3 separate regions of the Sus scrofa genome follow, and all the other regions are linked to region 2. Evidence: chromatin contacts called from public Hi-C and HiChIP or PLAC-seq data. All regions are on one chromosome and are shown on one strand. Each heading gives the region's core, a stretch centred on a gene start, on an enhancer-like site or on the middle of the called end of the contact. The rest is flanking DNA. Distances are from core to core; before and after follow the strand shown. Region 1 holds the start of ACTA1 (actin, alpha 1, skeletal muscle). Region 2 holds the start of RAB4A (ras-related protein Rab-4A). Region 3 holds the start of CCSAP (centriole, cilia and spindle-associated protein).

Evidence for each region. Hi-C and Micro-C count contacts between places; a contact is called where the count stands out from the background. HiChIP or PLAC-seq counts read pairs in DNA pulled down with a chosen protein or histone mark.
Region 1: an H3K27ac HiChIP or PLAC-seq map of skeletal muscle shows a contact between it and region 2. The contact joins the promoter of ACTA1 here to the promoter of RAB4A in region 2. A contact is called at or near these places in 1 of 5 promoter capture datasets (fetal skeletal muscle), 3 of 47 Hi-C or Micro-C datasets (epiblast stem cells, heart right ventricle and skeletal muscle) and 1 of 2 datasets of contacts at active chromatin or transcription factors (skeletal muscle).
Region 3: a Hi-C map of skeletal muscle shows a contact between it and region 2, with 2.6 times the contacts expected there. The contact joins the promoter of CCSAP here to the promoter of RAB4A in region 2. A contact is called at or near these places in 1 of 5 promoter capture datasets (liver), 10 of 47 Hi-C or Micro-C datasets (alveolar macrophages, blood, brain and 3 more) and 2 of 2 datasets of contacts at active chromatin or transcription factors (alveolar macrophages and skeletal muscle).

Annotation. Positions count from the first base shown.
Region 1 is chr14:60,411,331-60,416,173 of Sscrofa11.1, forward strand. It overlaps ACTA1 (actin, alpha 1, skeletal muscle), which reads left to right and starts at 1,612. Exons shown (of 7, transcript NM_001167795.1): 1 at 1,612-1,687; 2 at 2,451-2,591; 3 at 2,698-3,022; 4 at 3,145-3,306; 5 at 3,403-3,594; 6 at 3,689-3,870; 7 at 3,954-4,357. The coding sequence starts at 2,463. The coding sequence ends at 4,097.
Region 2 is chr14:60,526,299-60,531,077 of Sscrofa11.1, forward strand. RAB4A (ras-related protein Rab-4A) reads right to left here and starts at 2,251. Exons shown (of 8, transcript XM_001925483.7): 1 at 1,907-2,251. The coding sequence starts at 1,937. It overlaps LOC102163174 (a long non-coding RNA gene), which reads left to right and starts at 2,331. Exons shown (of 4, transcript XR_002338974.1): 1 at 2,331-2,685; 2 at 4,265-4,362.
Region 3 is chr14:60,441,837-60,446,656 of Sscrofa11.1, forward strand. It overlaps CCSAP (centriole, cilia and spindle-associated protein), which reads left to right and starts at 3,216. Exons shown (of 4, transcript XM_013983237.2): 1 at 3,216-3,303; 2 at 3,781-4,188. The coding sequence starts at 3,831.

The DNA of each region.
Region 1 (4,843 bases), core at 362-2,861, 120 kb before region 2:
CTGACATTTTTAGGAAGGGCTGTCCTGATGTGGGCTATAGAAGAGGGTTTCACATGCTTCTTCAAGAGGACCCACACTGTCCCAGTTGCTGAGTCCCACCACCAGATGCTAGTGGCAGCTATTTGGGGAACACTTAGGCACTACAAAAAAATGAGTGATTCCATTCTGGCTCACACCATATCCCTGATGTACCCCTTAAAGCATGTCACTGAGTTCATCACAGAAAATTGTTTCCCCTGTGCCTTCCACAACAAGGTTAGAGCTGTCCTTGGGGCCAGGGGAAGGGGGCAGGGAGTGAGAAGCACCAACTGGATAACCTCCTCTGACCCCCACTCCACCTTACCATAAGTAGATCCAAATCCTTCTAGAAAATTAGGAAGGCATATCCCCATATATCAGCGATATAAATAGAACTGCTTCAGCGCTCTGGTAGACGGTGACTCTCCAAGGTGGACTGGGAGGCAGCCTGGCCTTGGCTGGGCATCGTCCTCTAAATAGAAAGATGAACTTGTTCAGCCTTTCCAGAAGGAAAACTGCTGCCCAGCCTACAGTGCAACGTCCTTGTCTTCCATCTGGAGGAAGCACGGGTGACATATCATCTAGTAAGGGCACCTCTCTGTTTCCACCTCCAGGTCGAGGGGTGTGACCCTTACTTCTCAGCCTCAAGGGAGGGACACTCAACCCCCCAAAAAGACATGAGGGCGCTCAGCTCGGCCCACCGCACCCCGGACCGGAGCCGTCACCCCCCGAAATTCACTCCCTTCACAAGCCCCCAAGCGCGTTCTCTGGTGCGGACTGCTCCGGGGCCCTGGCTTTGTGCCCAGCGTTGTCAGAGCCACCGCCCTGAGCCTGTCCCCGGGAGCCCCGCGCCTCCTCCCACCGCTCCGCTCTCGCGCCCCGCGGCCAGTTGTCTGCCCCGAGACAGCTGCGCGCCCTCCCGCTGCCGGTGGCCCTCTCCGGTGGGGGTGGGGACCGACAGGGTCAGCCCTCCGGATCCGGGGCGCTCCGGGTAGCGGGGAGAAGTGATCGCTGGGGAGCTGGGGGAGGGGTCGCCTTCCTGCCCTACCCAGGACTCCGGGTGCGACCGCTCCTCTATCTCTCCAGCCCACCACCACTCCACCACTTGGACACGTCTCCCTCCTCCCTGGAGTCGCTCTAGAGGGTTTGGGGGTCTGAGTAAAGAACCCGAAGTAGGGATACAGTGTGGCGGCACCTTCCAGAGGCCCCGGGCGCAGGGTAGACCGGGGCGGGGCGGCCCGCGGACAGGTGCAGCCCCAGGCGCAGGCGCACTCGCGCCTCCCGGCGCAGGCGGTGAACCTCGCCCCACCCCAGCCCCTCCGGGGGGCAGCTGGGCCGGGTCGGGAGGGGCCCACCAGCCCGGGAGACACTCCATATACGGCCAGGCCCGCTTTACCTGGGCTCCGGCCAGGCCGCTCCTTCTTTGGTCAGCACAGGGGACCCGGGCGGGGGCCCAGGCCGCTAACCCGCCGGGGGAGGGGGCTCCAGTGCCCAACACCCAAATATGGCTCGAGAAGGGGAGCGACATTCCTGTGAGGCGGCTCGGGGGGAGAACCCGCGGGCTATATAAAACCTGAGCGTGGGGACCAGCGGCCACCGCAGCGGACAGCGCCGAGAGAAGCCTCGCTTCCCTCCCGCGGCGACCAGGGCCCCAGCCGGAGAGCAGCAGGTGTAGCCACCCGCCCAGGTAGACAAGAGTGGGATGGGGACAGGGAGACAGGGCACTGTCGAGGGGAGCCCAGAGAGCTTCCGGGAGCCCAGCCGACCCCATCTATTAGCCGCGACCCTGCCTCCTCGGTGCTGCTCGGTCCCCAGAGCCACATGCGCTTTAAAGAGGAGACAGGAAGCAGTCGACCTTTGGAAACGTCTCCAAATTTATTCCCTGCCCCTTTGGATTTCTCTACCTACACTTAGTATGTGTCCTGGTAGATGAACGTTTGACTTTAGTAGTCCCCAGGGCCAACCGAGCCAAAAGACAACAAGGGCCTCTCTTTCCGGCTTGCCATCAAGAGAAAGGGCGCCTAGGAATTTTTGAGTCTGGAATGTCGTGGGGTCTGGAAGAGGCTATTCCTCCCCGGATGGAACGCCCAAGCCCCACCCACGGCATGCCTTCCCACCCGTACAGTTTCCCAGCCCTTAGGGTTTGCCGGCCTTAACCCCCTTGGGGAGGCCACCGAGGTGCAGAGAGGGCGGGTGCCAGAGGGAAAGGGGAAGAAGAGTGTGCCCTGGGTTCCCAGGTGGAGAAATTCTGAGGTCTCTTCCCAGCGCAGTGCCCTGGCAGCGAAGCTCTGCCAGGTTGCTCGGATTGATCCCCTGGCGGGATGCACGAGGGCTGGGGGTGTCCTTAGGTCCCGGGGGAGGGAGGGCGCTCGGACCAGTGAGGCTTCCTGCCTGACACGCTGCGCATCTCCACGGCCTTGCTGATCTTGCAGAAACCCGACGCCATGTGTGACGAAGACGAGACCACCGCCCTTGTGTGCGACAATGGCTCCGGCCTGGTGAAAGCCGGCTTCGCCGGTGACGACGCCCCTAGGGCTGTGTTCCCGTCCATCGTGGGCCGCCCTCGCCACCAGGTCAGGCTGCCTGTCCACCGAGGGAGCCGGGCCGGGGTCCCTGTGCTGCCCAGAGCCGCCCCTCTTGAAGCCGCTGTAACGAGTGCGTGGTGTCTCCGCTCCGCAGGGCGTCATGGTGGGTATGGGTCAGAAAGATTCCTACGTGGGCGACGAGGCTCAGAGCAAGAGAGGTATCCTGACCCTCAAGTACCCCATCGAGCACGGCATCATCACCAACTGGGACGACATGGAGAAGATCTGGCACCACACCTTCTACAACGAGCTCCGGGTGGCCCCCGAGGAGCACCCCACCCTGCTCACCGAGGCCCCCCTCAACCCCAAGGCCAACCGCGAGAAGATGACTCAGATCATGTTTGAGACCTTCAACGTGCCCGCCATGTACGTGGCCATCCAGGCAGTGCTGTCCCTCTACGCCTCCGGCCGTACCACCGGTGAGTGCCCCGGCCGGCCCCGCCCACGGCTGAGCCCCGCCCCCTCCCCGAGGGCTTCCCCCCCACCCCCGCCCCTGCCAGGGTGCCGCCGCTCACATCGGCCTTGTGCTGTCCCTGCGCAGGCATCGTGCTCGACTCTGGCGACGGCGTCACCCACAACGTGCCCATCTATGAGGGCTACGCGCTGCCACACGCCATCATGCGCCTGGACCTGGCCGGCCGCGATCTCACCGACTACCTGATGAAGATCCTCACCGAGCGTGGCTACTCCTTCGTGACCACAGGTGCGCGGCGCCGGGGGCTCCCTGGGCAGGTGGGCGGGCTGCGCGCAAGTCCCCGGCCCATGCTGAGGGCTCCTCCTCCGCCCCGGTCCCCCGCAGCTGAGCGCGAGATCGTGCGCGACATCAAGGAGAAGCTATGCTACGTGGCCCTGGACTTCGAGAACGAGATGGCCACCGCCGCCTCCTCCTCCTCCCTGGAGAAGAGCTACGAGCTGCCAGACGGCCAGGTCATCACCATCGGCAACGAGCGCTTCCGCTGCCCGGAAACGCTCTTCCAGCCCTCCTTCATCGGTGAGCCCTGCAGGCCCACCCCGCAAGCACCCCGCCCGTCACCCGCGGCCTACCCACCCTCCAACTCATGCTCCTGATTCCCCGCTGCCCCCAGGCATGGAGTCGGCGGGCATCCATGAGACTACCTACAACAGCATCATGAAGTGCGACATCGATATCAGGAAGGACCTGTACGCCAACAATGTCATGTCAGGGGGCACCACCATGTACCCGGGCATCGCTGACCGCATGCAGAAGGAGATCACCGCTCTGGCCCCCAGCACCATGAAGATCAAGGTGGGCGGCGGCCCGCGCCCATGCCCGTTAGTGGGCTCCAGGCTGCGACTGCGCCCACCTGACCGGTTGTCTCTGTCTTACAGATCATCGCCCCGCCGGAGCGCAAGTACTCCGTGTGGATCGGCGGCTCCATCCTGGCCTCGCTGTCCACCTTCCAGCAGATGTGGATCACCAAGCAGGAGTACGACGAGGCCGGCCCATCTATCGTCCACCGCAAATGCTTCTAAACCCCATTCCAACAGCTGCGACTTCTCCTCAGGACGACGAATCTGCTCAAGTGCAGTGGCTGACCTCGAGCCACCAAGCGGCAACTGCTCTCCCACCGCCTGCGTTGCTGCTGCCCAAACCGACACAATGTTTATAACGTGTACATACATTAACTTATTTACCTCATTTTGTTATTTTTAAAACGAAGCCCTGTGGAAGGAAATGGAAAACTTGAAGCATTAAACTCAGCCATTCTGTTATGCTGCGTAAAATTGTCTGCTGTGTTTATTTGCGGGGGTGAGGAGCGGCGGGGGTGGGGAGCGGCGGGGGTCGGGAGGAAGAGGGACCCCCAGCTTTCTACCTCAGCGTCACTTTTCACAATACTCTGAACGAATGCACTCTTTTCAAAACCATGATTAAATCTCCCCGTACTCATGATTTTCCCCTCTGGCTCAGATCGGTTCCCTGTACTGGCAGGCCAGCCGAGGCCCGACTTGACCCTGGGGCGTGTCCCCCTTGTCCCTGTGCTGGGGCTGCAGCCAGCGATGGGGCAGCAGCGCCGGCGTCTGGGTCTTGACGCCGGCAGGGCGCTGACCGTGGTGCTGGGACCGAGGGCCGCCCTGCAAAGCGTATTCCTGCTCCTCCTACGCGTTCCTTATTGAATCTCGAAATCTAAATGAAAGGGCTACATCCGCTTTTAAAGTACCGGTTCTCATTTACAAAGTGAAGATAACCACTTCTATTCCGGACTGAGACGGCCTTTGCT
Region 2 (4,779 bases), core at 1,001-3,500:
GATTAAATTTAGTTAGTGAAAAGTAAATGTATTTGGAAGGTATTATGAAATAAGAGCACTAAAGTTCAAAGCCTTATGGACAGAATTTGGTCAGTTATTTTGCGACACTCAATGAACTCTGTCTGAAGTAGAGATGCCATATTTTTTCAAGGGTGTCATTTCAGAGAAGATAAATGAAACATAAAAGCTCTGACTTCCAGTCCTTCTCACTAACTCATCACCCTACTTGGCAAGTTTTTTTTTTTTTCCCCTCTTGTGGCATGAGGAAGGTCCCAGACCAGGGATCAAACCAGAGCCACAGTAGGGACTTGGACAGCTGCAGTGACAATGCCAGATCCTTAACCCACTGACCCACATGGGAACTCCTCCATTTGGTTTCCTGAACTTTCTAACCCTCCCTTACGCTTTTTTATCCAGCTCACAGAAAAAAAAGTGTGGGGTAAGGAGCACTTGAAAATAAAGCAAAAACTAGGAGTTTCCTGGTGGCAACTTCCTTGTGGCAATGTTAAGGATCTGGCGTCACCACAGTGGCTCAAGCCGCTGTTGTGGCACAGTTCAATCCCTGGCCTGAGATCTTCCACATATCTCAGGTGCAGCCAAAAAAAAAAACAAAAAAACAAAAAAAGAAAAAACATAACCAAAATTTCAACACTTGCTGGAGAAGTGATGTCCTTTATGGAATCTGACTGTGGCTCTCTACAGAGAGAGGCAGACCTTGTGCATGTGAAGTGTGGTAGCATCAGACTCTGACAATACTGATCCTACAACCAGGGATGCCCAGTGGGACTTCCTAAGCCTTCCAGGAACAGATTCCTGCTCTCAGTGTTACTGAGAACAAGGCCAGCCCCAGATGCACTCCTTTTACAGGGACTCTGCAGCCCTTGGGGGCTGGGCCTGTGGGGACAGGTTAAGGCTGTCCTGGCCGTGCTGGTCAGGTCAGGTTTCTTTCTCACATAGCTTTAGAGACCACATTCCTTCAGAACTCCCACCTGGGTTCTTAACCCATCTTTAGTGTCACAACCAGATTAACACTGTACCCCCTACTGGGCTGTGAGTTCCCTGAGACCAGAGAAGTGCCTGTGGTGAGTTCTGCAGTGCTGAGGCACCACGCCATAAAACCAGTCCACATCTATCTGTTGATGGGAAGGAGCAGTAGGCCAGGACAAATGGAGGCAACAGGACTGATCTGACTAGAGGTAACTGAACTTGTGCATCTCCAGGGACTGTAAAACCCAAATCAGTCTTTACCTGAGAATGCATGCTTCTGAAAGAGAGATCCCAGACTAGCAAACACCTCTGCAGCCCTGACACAGAGCAGGGGTATACTACATTGTTTATTTTTACCACATAGGATTAAAACAAAAACAAAACATAATCGATGAATTGGAAAGGCTTTCTTTCACTCAAAAAACCTCTGTTGGGCGCCTCCAGGTTTGGGTGCTACCGAGGAAGCAAAGATTAAGCAGACAGGGCTCTGCTTCAGAGGTGTTTGTAAGTAGCCATAACGCAACCTGAAAGGTCCCAAGAGGAAGAAATGGATGAAGTCGCCTATCGACAAGCCCTTCTTGTAATCCCACTGCAAAGAAAGGAATTCCAAGACAGGAATGGTCAGACTGCAATAGTTGAGGAAGGAACACACTCAATTGAAGGCGTCGCCCTAAGTCCTTCACAACTCTAGCTGGGAACAATACCGCATATGAAACCGAATCTCGAACTGGCTTCCCAAACCCTAAGCTGTTGATGTTGAGTAAAAAAGGAAAACCCTACCGGCGTGAACGCGGAGGAGAAGCAAAAGGACACTCGGAGAAACAGATCACGTAGATGCGCGACCCACCGCCCGACCCACGCCCCCGACACTCGGATCCGCATCCCCGCGGCCTCCGCCCCGCCGCCCCCCGCCCCTTACCGTAGGTCTCGGACATGGCCGTCTGCGACATCTTGGGAGCGGCACCGCCTCTCGCCGGGTCACCGGCTGCAGCTCTGGCGGGGCCGGGGCCAGGAGGCCGGGGTCGCCCGCCGCGCCTCGGTGGGGGACGGCGAAGGGCAGGGCACTGGAGGAGGGAGGGGCCCGCGGTCCCCACGGCAACTGCCGGCCACCCCGCGGATGCGGCCCTGCCGGACTGCCGGCTCCGCGCAGGCGCACGGCCCCAGCTCCCCCGCCGGCCTGGACGCGGGGGAGGAGGAGGAGGAGGAGAGGGGGCGCGGGGCCCGGCCCCCAGCCCGCGGTCGCGCGTGCGCGCGGGGAGGCCGGGGCGGGCCTAGGGGCGCAGAGAAGCTGGGGCCGGTGCGGGCGTGGGTGGTAACGGGCGCGGGCGGGGCGGGGCGTGTGCGCGCAGAGACCGGACGCGCGGAGGGGCGTGGCCGGCCCAGTCCAGGTCGCAGGGGCGCGCAGGAGCTGGGAAGGGCGCGTCGGGGCAGGCGGTCAGCCGGCCCCGGTGATTGGGACTGGGACTGTAGGGTCCCAGCGGGCAGAGAAAGCCATTACCTGCCCTGGGGAGAAAGACAGTCTTGCCAGGTTGGCCGCCACCTCAGTAGAGACTTCTTCGTGGTTACCTGGCGTGCTCTGCCAGATAGAGACTTCCTCTAAGCGGTAGTGACCTGTCGGGGACGTGGTGAATGTGTAACCAGGAGTCCGCAACCCCAGGAGTCCGCAACCCCAGGAGTCCGACTGGAGGCCAACCCTAGGTGCGGGGAGGCGGGCTTACCGCGGGGGAGCTGAGCTCCGCTCAGAACCTGCCAGGCGCTCTTGGGGGGCCGAGCTGCTGTCGGCGGGACCGTCAGAAGCTCAGATGTGCGGGCTCTGAGGAAGCCCCAGAGGACTAGATATTGGCCCCACTGCTCGGCATTCAGGGGACTGAGGCCCCTGGACCGGAAGCCCCTCTTGGCGGGTGTTTGTCTAAGGGTAGGAGTCGCTGGTTGAACATTTTGATTTAAGGAGCACAGCTGAATTCAGAATCCCTTTCTGTGGGAAAAGTAGCCATAAACCAAAAAGTTGACTGGGAAGAGGACTTTGGTTGGGATTTTGCTCCATTGGAGCATGATCAGAGCCACATGGCATCTCATAAGACCCAATCCTATTCAGGAGTTCCCGTTGTGGCTGACCAGTAATGAATCCGACTAGTATCCATGAGGACGTGGGTTCAATCCCTGGCCTTGTTCAGTGGGTTAAAGATTGGGAGTTGCTTTGGGCTGTGGTGTAGGTCTCGGAGGCCTCTGGGATCTTGCATTGCTGCGGTGTGGAAGGCCAGCAGCTACAGCTCTGATTTACCCCAGCCTAGGAATTTCCATATGCTATGGGTGTGGCCCTAAAGAGACAAAGAAAAAGAAGACCCAAGCTTATTCAAAAGACCCAGTAGAATCCTAAAAACACGCCCTGGCTAAGCTCCCAAGTGGCTTGGCTGTGGGGGGAGTACCAGGAAATACATTTTTTTCAAGTCCATTTGGCTCTGTCCTCTAAATTGGCATCAGGCCTTCCATTCCCTGAGCCCTTTCGCCTCCTCCCCAATGACTCTCTGGCTCTGCATCACTGATTCTAATAGAAATAGATATCCTTGCTTCTAAATCGCAGAGAAGGCCACCTGCTGAAACATGGGGAGGACCGTAATACCCTAGAATTATTCTGCATGTGTCCCTTGTTCAGTGGCTTGGACACTGTTGCTTTCTTATTTGGCTTTTCCACAGGTCAGGTTTGATTTTCATTCCTGAGTGTATCAGACAGACACTGATTAGAACTATGTCAGAGGAAAGATGGTGATCCCATTCTTTACATTGAAGTTTTCTTCCTGTTGGGAACTTCTGTGGATAATAAGAAAGGAACCACTAGATTATTGACTGAAACTGGACCATGTGATGTGCGAAACCTGAGCAGGGTGATAGAAATAAAAATTAAGCAACGATTTCAAAGCTGAGAGCAGTTTTCCTTTCTGTAGAAAACGAATACTTAGGCCTTTGGGAAAAACTATTTGTTTTGCGAAAACCACCCAAAGAAGCCATTTTTGTGTTAGTTTGCAAATATAAAGCCAAATATCACAAGTTAGAAAGGGAAGTACTCAAGAACTGAGGTTTGAAGGAGACAAACTTCCTTGAATAATAATGTGAAAGTTGATTTGCATCTCAGTAACTTTGAATCTTTGAGAGATGATACATTTCTCCTAGATATTCTTAGAGACAGCTTTGGTTCTGAGGTACTGTTGATTATGTAGAAGGAAAACTTATTGCAAAATTAATTTGTGTTTTCTCCAATTATTTTCTCTTTTCTCTTCAGGAGAAGTTTCTAAAAGCCTAGGTGCATTGGAGATTCATCTAAGGGAAATGAAAGGAGAAGGATTTCTTCCAAAATAGGTCCTGCCCACACCTCCTCAGGTCAGTGGCACCTAAAAACACCTGGTACTTTCCTTTTTGTTCCTGGGCAGTGCCTCCCATTTAGTGATAAATTAGGATCCTCAGGGGCTGCCAGCCTCACAAGGAGTCCTGTTCCCCAGGACTGGCAGAGGACCATATGGGTGGGGACAGTGGCATCACTGGAGGGACCAGTGGACAGGTAGACTCCTAGGCACAGCGTCAGGCCTAGAACAGTGGCCTAGCTCCCTGCAGAGGAGCCTAGAAAGGCCTAGGGTTGAGAATCCAGCATGACTCTGACATTCCAGGGAGCAGTGACTTTGGGAACGAAGGGATGTGGCATGTTTGGAAGAGCCAGGCTTGGCGGAGGACCTTGGTCAGTCTGTGTCATGGTAACTTTCCTTGGTAACTAGAGGCCAAGAACAAGAGCCAATTTGTGTT
Region 3 (4,820 bases), core at 1,966-4,465, 83 kb before region 2:
TTATTTTTTCCATTATAATTGATTTACATTGCTATGTATTTTTATACCTGAATTATTTTTCCATGATCTTTCAGGAGTCTGGCACCAGACCTTCCTTTCTACTGGTTCACATCTCCCTCCTGGAGGCCCTGCCCAGGGCCCCTCTCGCTGAGGACTCCCTCCACCAAAGGCCAGTGCCAGCATCTCCCTCTCCTGTCTGCCAAGGACCCTGCTGCCTGGCCTCTGAGATCTCTGTGGTGCCTGCCAATTTTCTACTCTCTATTTCTTCTGTGAGCTCCTTAGGCCAGTCCTAAAGTTTCCCTCTTGCTTAAGAAACCAGTTGAACATCCACAAATTTTGCCAGGTATATCCTGTAACCTCTGAACATTGGCTCTGATTGCACTTGCACAACAAGTTTTTTGTTTTGTTTTGTTTTGGTTTGGTTTGGTTTTTGTCTTTTTAGGGCTGCATCCACAGCATATGGAGGTTCCCAGGCTAGGAGTTGAATCAGAGCTGTAGTTGCTGACCTACACACAGTCACAGCAACTCAGGATCTGAGCTGCGTCTGCGACCTACACCACAGCTTAGGGCAACGCTGGATCCTTAACCCACTGAGCAAGGCCAGGGATTGAAACTGCATCCTCCTGGATGCTAATCAGATTTGTTTCTGCTGAGCCACATCACAAAGTCCTTGCACAATGAATTGACACCATCAGCCACATCAGTGGTCCTTCAGTGCTGTAGGAGCAGAGGTTTCTCCAAAGGAAAGGTTTGCCTCCCCTGCTACTGCTTTTGACTGTATTCAATATCTTAAAAGCTGAATCTTACTTATGGTCAACTACATACCAGAAGGTTCCCCTGCACAAATGCTGTCAAATTAGACCTTTCTCATCCTGTTCTTCTTTTAAACACAAAGATGAATATGTAGATGGGCATATGTTGTTTTGTCTGCCGACTGCTCCTTCCTCTGGGGAGCCACTTCTTCCTTGTCCCTGTGGTTCTCCTGGGGCTGTCAATCTCAACCTCCCACCCTATCCCCTTCTACAGGGGTGGGCACATGACCCATGCTCTGCCAGTCATATCACCTCCTACCCCTGGCCACAGCTATGCATGTGACTGAAGATCTATAATTGGAATACTAAGGAGTTCTCTTTTGTTGGTGGTCCTCTGCTAAGACAACATAAGCTTAGGTCCACAAGTGGCATTTTTTCCAGCTATGTGGAAGAAGTCTATTGCCATTCCATCTCAGAGCGGCCCCCAAGAAGAAAGCAGATCTCAAAGACCAAGAGAAAGAAGTAGAGTCCCAATGATATTGATTGGATCCCTGGGACTAGTTCAGCCAGAGCCCATGAATATCCTTACTGTTTGAGCTAGCTGAACTGGGGTTTTGTCACTTAATTAGAATGAATGCAATATACTTAATTGTGCAAAATAGGAATATTAAAACAAACCATTCCTAATCCTATTTTTCAGTTACACAAAAAATGGTACCAGACCTTATTAACTTTATGCGTGTGTGGTTCTATGATTGTTAAATTTGGCTACAGATTCCTCCATCCAGTATGCATGCCCCTTTGCAAGGTAGTTTTGCTGCTGCTCTTCTCCTGCAGAGGTGGAATTTATTTCTCTCTCCTGGAATCTGGGCTAGCTAGCCGTGTGACTTATTTGAGCCTTGCTGAAATACAGCAGAAGAGAGGTATATGCTTTTCAGAAGCCTTCCAGCTTCTGCTATTAACTTCTTGGAAGTGAGGGCCAGGTGAAGAAACCAGGCTAATCTCCCGGAGGGTGAGTCCACAGGGAGGATGAAGACAGCCCCACACACAGCCAGCTCCAGTGCCAGGCCTGTAAGTGAGGCCATCTTGAACCTTCCAGCCCAGCATTCCCTCCAGCTGAATGCAACTGTTTTAAGAGAATCTAAACCAGCAGAGTGGAAGCAGCAGCAAAATTGCCCCGCTAACCCATAGAATCGTGAGAAATAACGCATCTTGGTTGTTTTAAACCACAAATTTTAGGGTGGTTATTATGCAGCCAAAGCTAACTGAAACAGATTGTGTTCTGATTTTTTCATGTAACTGCACATCATCTTTCACCCACGTTATTAATATATTTATTAAGGTTCTTTTGTTTGTAACCATGGGAAACCATCTTAAAGAAAAAGGAGATGCATTAGAAAGTTCCTGGGGTATTTTGAGCTACAGAAAATAAAGTTGGGGAGGGAAAAAGTCTGGGTCACTGTGGGGGTGTCAACAGCAGGAGGTCACAGTATATCTCTCCAGAAAACTGCCCTTAACAATCAGTACTAATGACGTCTAGATTACTAACTTTAGTTTTCAGAACAGGCTGACTCCCGCGGGGGCAGCGTCTACCTTTGGATCATTTAGCTATGATGGGGGCGGGGAAGGACGCGGAGACAGGCAACAGAAGGGAAAACAGTCATGAATCAGAACAAATCCGGTATGGAAGCCGGAGCCAGGTAATTCATTACGGCCTAGGCCTGCTTTTCAACTGCTAAATATGTCCCGATATTCCAAAACGTTTCTTTCAAATCTTTTTGTAACGAATGTATCCAGGCTCCTTTCAATAAAGGGGAAGAATCCATGTGGGGCCCTTTGGAAAATGTAACAATCAGAGCAACGTTGTATACTTAGCACCACTCAACTGAGTGGGCCAAGGTTTTCTGTGCAAATTGGTCTCCGAGAGGGTGGCTCGGCCAATTTTATCATTCTCATAAAAAATGTTTGGAGCGTGGACAAGAAAGGACTCGTACTAAAACGTGAAAGGGGGTTAAAGCCAGAGTAACAGGTGTTGTGAACAGAGGGAAGGAAGCAAGAGTCAACGTGTGGACTTGTATTGTTTTTGGGAACCTCGAGGTGTCAAAGAGACCACTGAATGTCGCTGGCTGAGGGGCGGCCGGTCCTGGATGCCTTCTGCAGAGGCGGGGGCCCAGGGCAGCGCCTCCAGGGACCTGGGGCGCGGGCGCCTAGGGCGAGTGGGCAGGGACCTGGCGGGGACTCCCGGCTTGCCGAGGCGCCCGCGTCTCGGTGCCCCACGCACCACCCTGAAGCAGCCGCCCCCACCGAGCCGGGCGGGGGGCCGGGGCCGGGAGCGCGCGCGGGAGGCGTTGGCTCCCAGGACTGAGGCGGCGCCTTCGCCTCCCCGCTGCCGCCGGAGGAACACGGGCCACCGCGCCAGTGGCGACATCTTGCTCGGCAGGAAAGCGCGGGCAGAGCGCGCGACTCTGGGCTGCTGCGCCTCGCTCGCGGAGGACTGCTTGGGCGCCGCGGGGCCGGGGGCGCAGGGCAAGGCCGGAGCCGCACGAAGGAGGTAAGAGGGGGCCGCCCCTCCTGCCCCTACCCCGCGCCCAGAGGGCGCTCCCAGGACCCAGAGGCCGCCCAGCTCCCCGCGCCCACACCTCCTTCTCCTCCCTCCTCCACGGTCCATTCCCCTGGTTTCCGCAGCCTCTGGCTGCGCACCTCCCGAGCCGCCCTCCCCAGTGACCCCCACGCCCAGCAGCGGGTACCGCTATCCCCCTCCCCTACCCCAGAGCCGCTGGGCCCGTCCCCGCCCCCTCCCAGGGCTGGCAGCGCGTTCTCTCCGCCCCTTGCCCCGCCCACCGCCCAGGTCCGCCTGCGCTGTGCCCGCCTCCACTCCCCGCCCGCCCCCACCCGCGCTCCCGTTCCCGCTCCCACGCCCCGCCCCCGTCCGCCCCGTTCGGGCGGGGCTCCGGGTTTAAACGTCGCGGCGGGCTGGGCGAGCCGGAGGGGCGGGGCGCGCCTCTGTGTCTTGTCGCGGATTTCGTAGGCGAAGGCTAGGCGCGGAACGGCGGGCCCTCGGTGCCGGCGGGCGCCACCATGTCCCCGGGGAGCGGCGTGAAGAGCGAGTACATGAAGCGCTACCAGGAGCCGCGCTGGGACGAGTACGGGCCGTGCTACCGCGCGCTGCGCCACTACCGCCTGGGCCGCCGGCTGCTGGAGCAGGCGCACGCGCCCTGGCTCTGGGACGACTGGGGCCCAGCCTCGGACGACTCGGCGTCGTCAGCGTCGTCGGGCGCCGGGGCCCCATTACCCCAGTGCACCCCGGCCTCGCCGCCGCCGCCCGCGGAGCCCGCGGCGCGGGACGGGTCGGACCAGCCGGCCCACGCGGCCCAGGAGGAGCAGGGTGCGGAGGCTGTGGGGGACGCAGAGGACGCGGAAGACGCTGCGCTGCCAGGTACCGGGCCGGGGAGAGGGGCTGCGAGTGGCCTGCTCGCGGTACCGGATTTGCTCTTGCATCTCTGAACTGCCCAGCTGTTTCTCGAAAGCGCTTGGGGAAAGCTCTTCCTTTACCTATTTTATTTAATCTTTTCATTGACTTTTGGTAGGAGGAGAATGTGTCTCCCTTGACAAAATAAGAAAAGTATCGGTCCCGCCTCCGCCCTCCCCTCCTTTATTTCCGTAATTGGATGGATCTGGGTTGAGCCAGCTGTGAACTCATTAAAGTGCCTCTGGAGAAGTCCGGGTTTTTACCCAAGGGCCTTGTTGGCCTCTGAGCCGCTGAACTCGCATCTGTTTATTTTTCAGCGCGCAATTGTTTATGAGAGGAGCCCAGCTTTCTTCAGATTCCCAAAGGCGACCGCAAGAGGTTAAGAGCCATTGAGCTAAGCGTACCGCCCTGTGAATGGGGCCGTTGTTTTGTATTTTAACTCCCTGGCCGCGCCGCGCTGTCCCTAAAGAATATTTTGCACTTGTTTACGCAGGCTGTTGCGTAACCGAGGACTAGTATAGGAATAATCCTGGTAGTGCTCGGTCCTCTCGGCTTCTTGCCTCCCACTCATCGAAAAGCGCCCATCCTTAGGCTGCTGC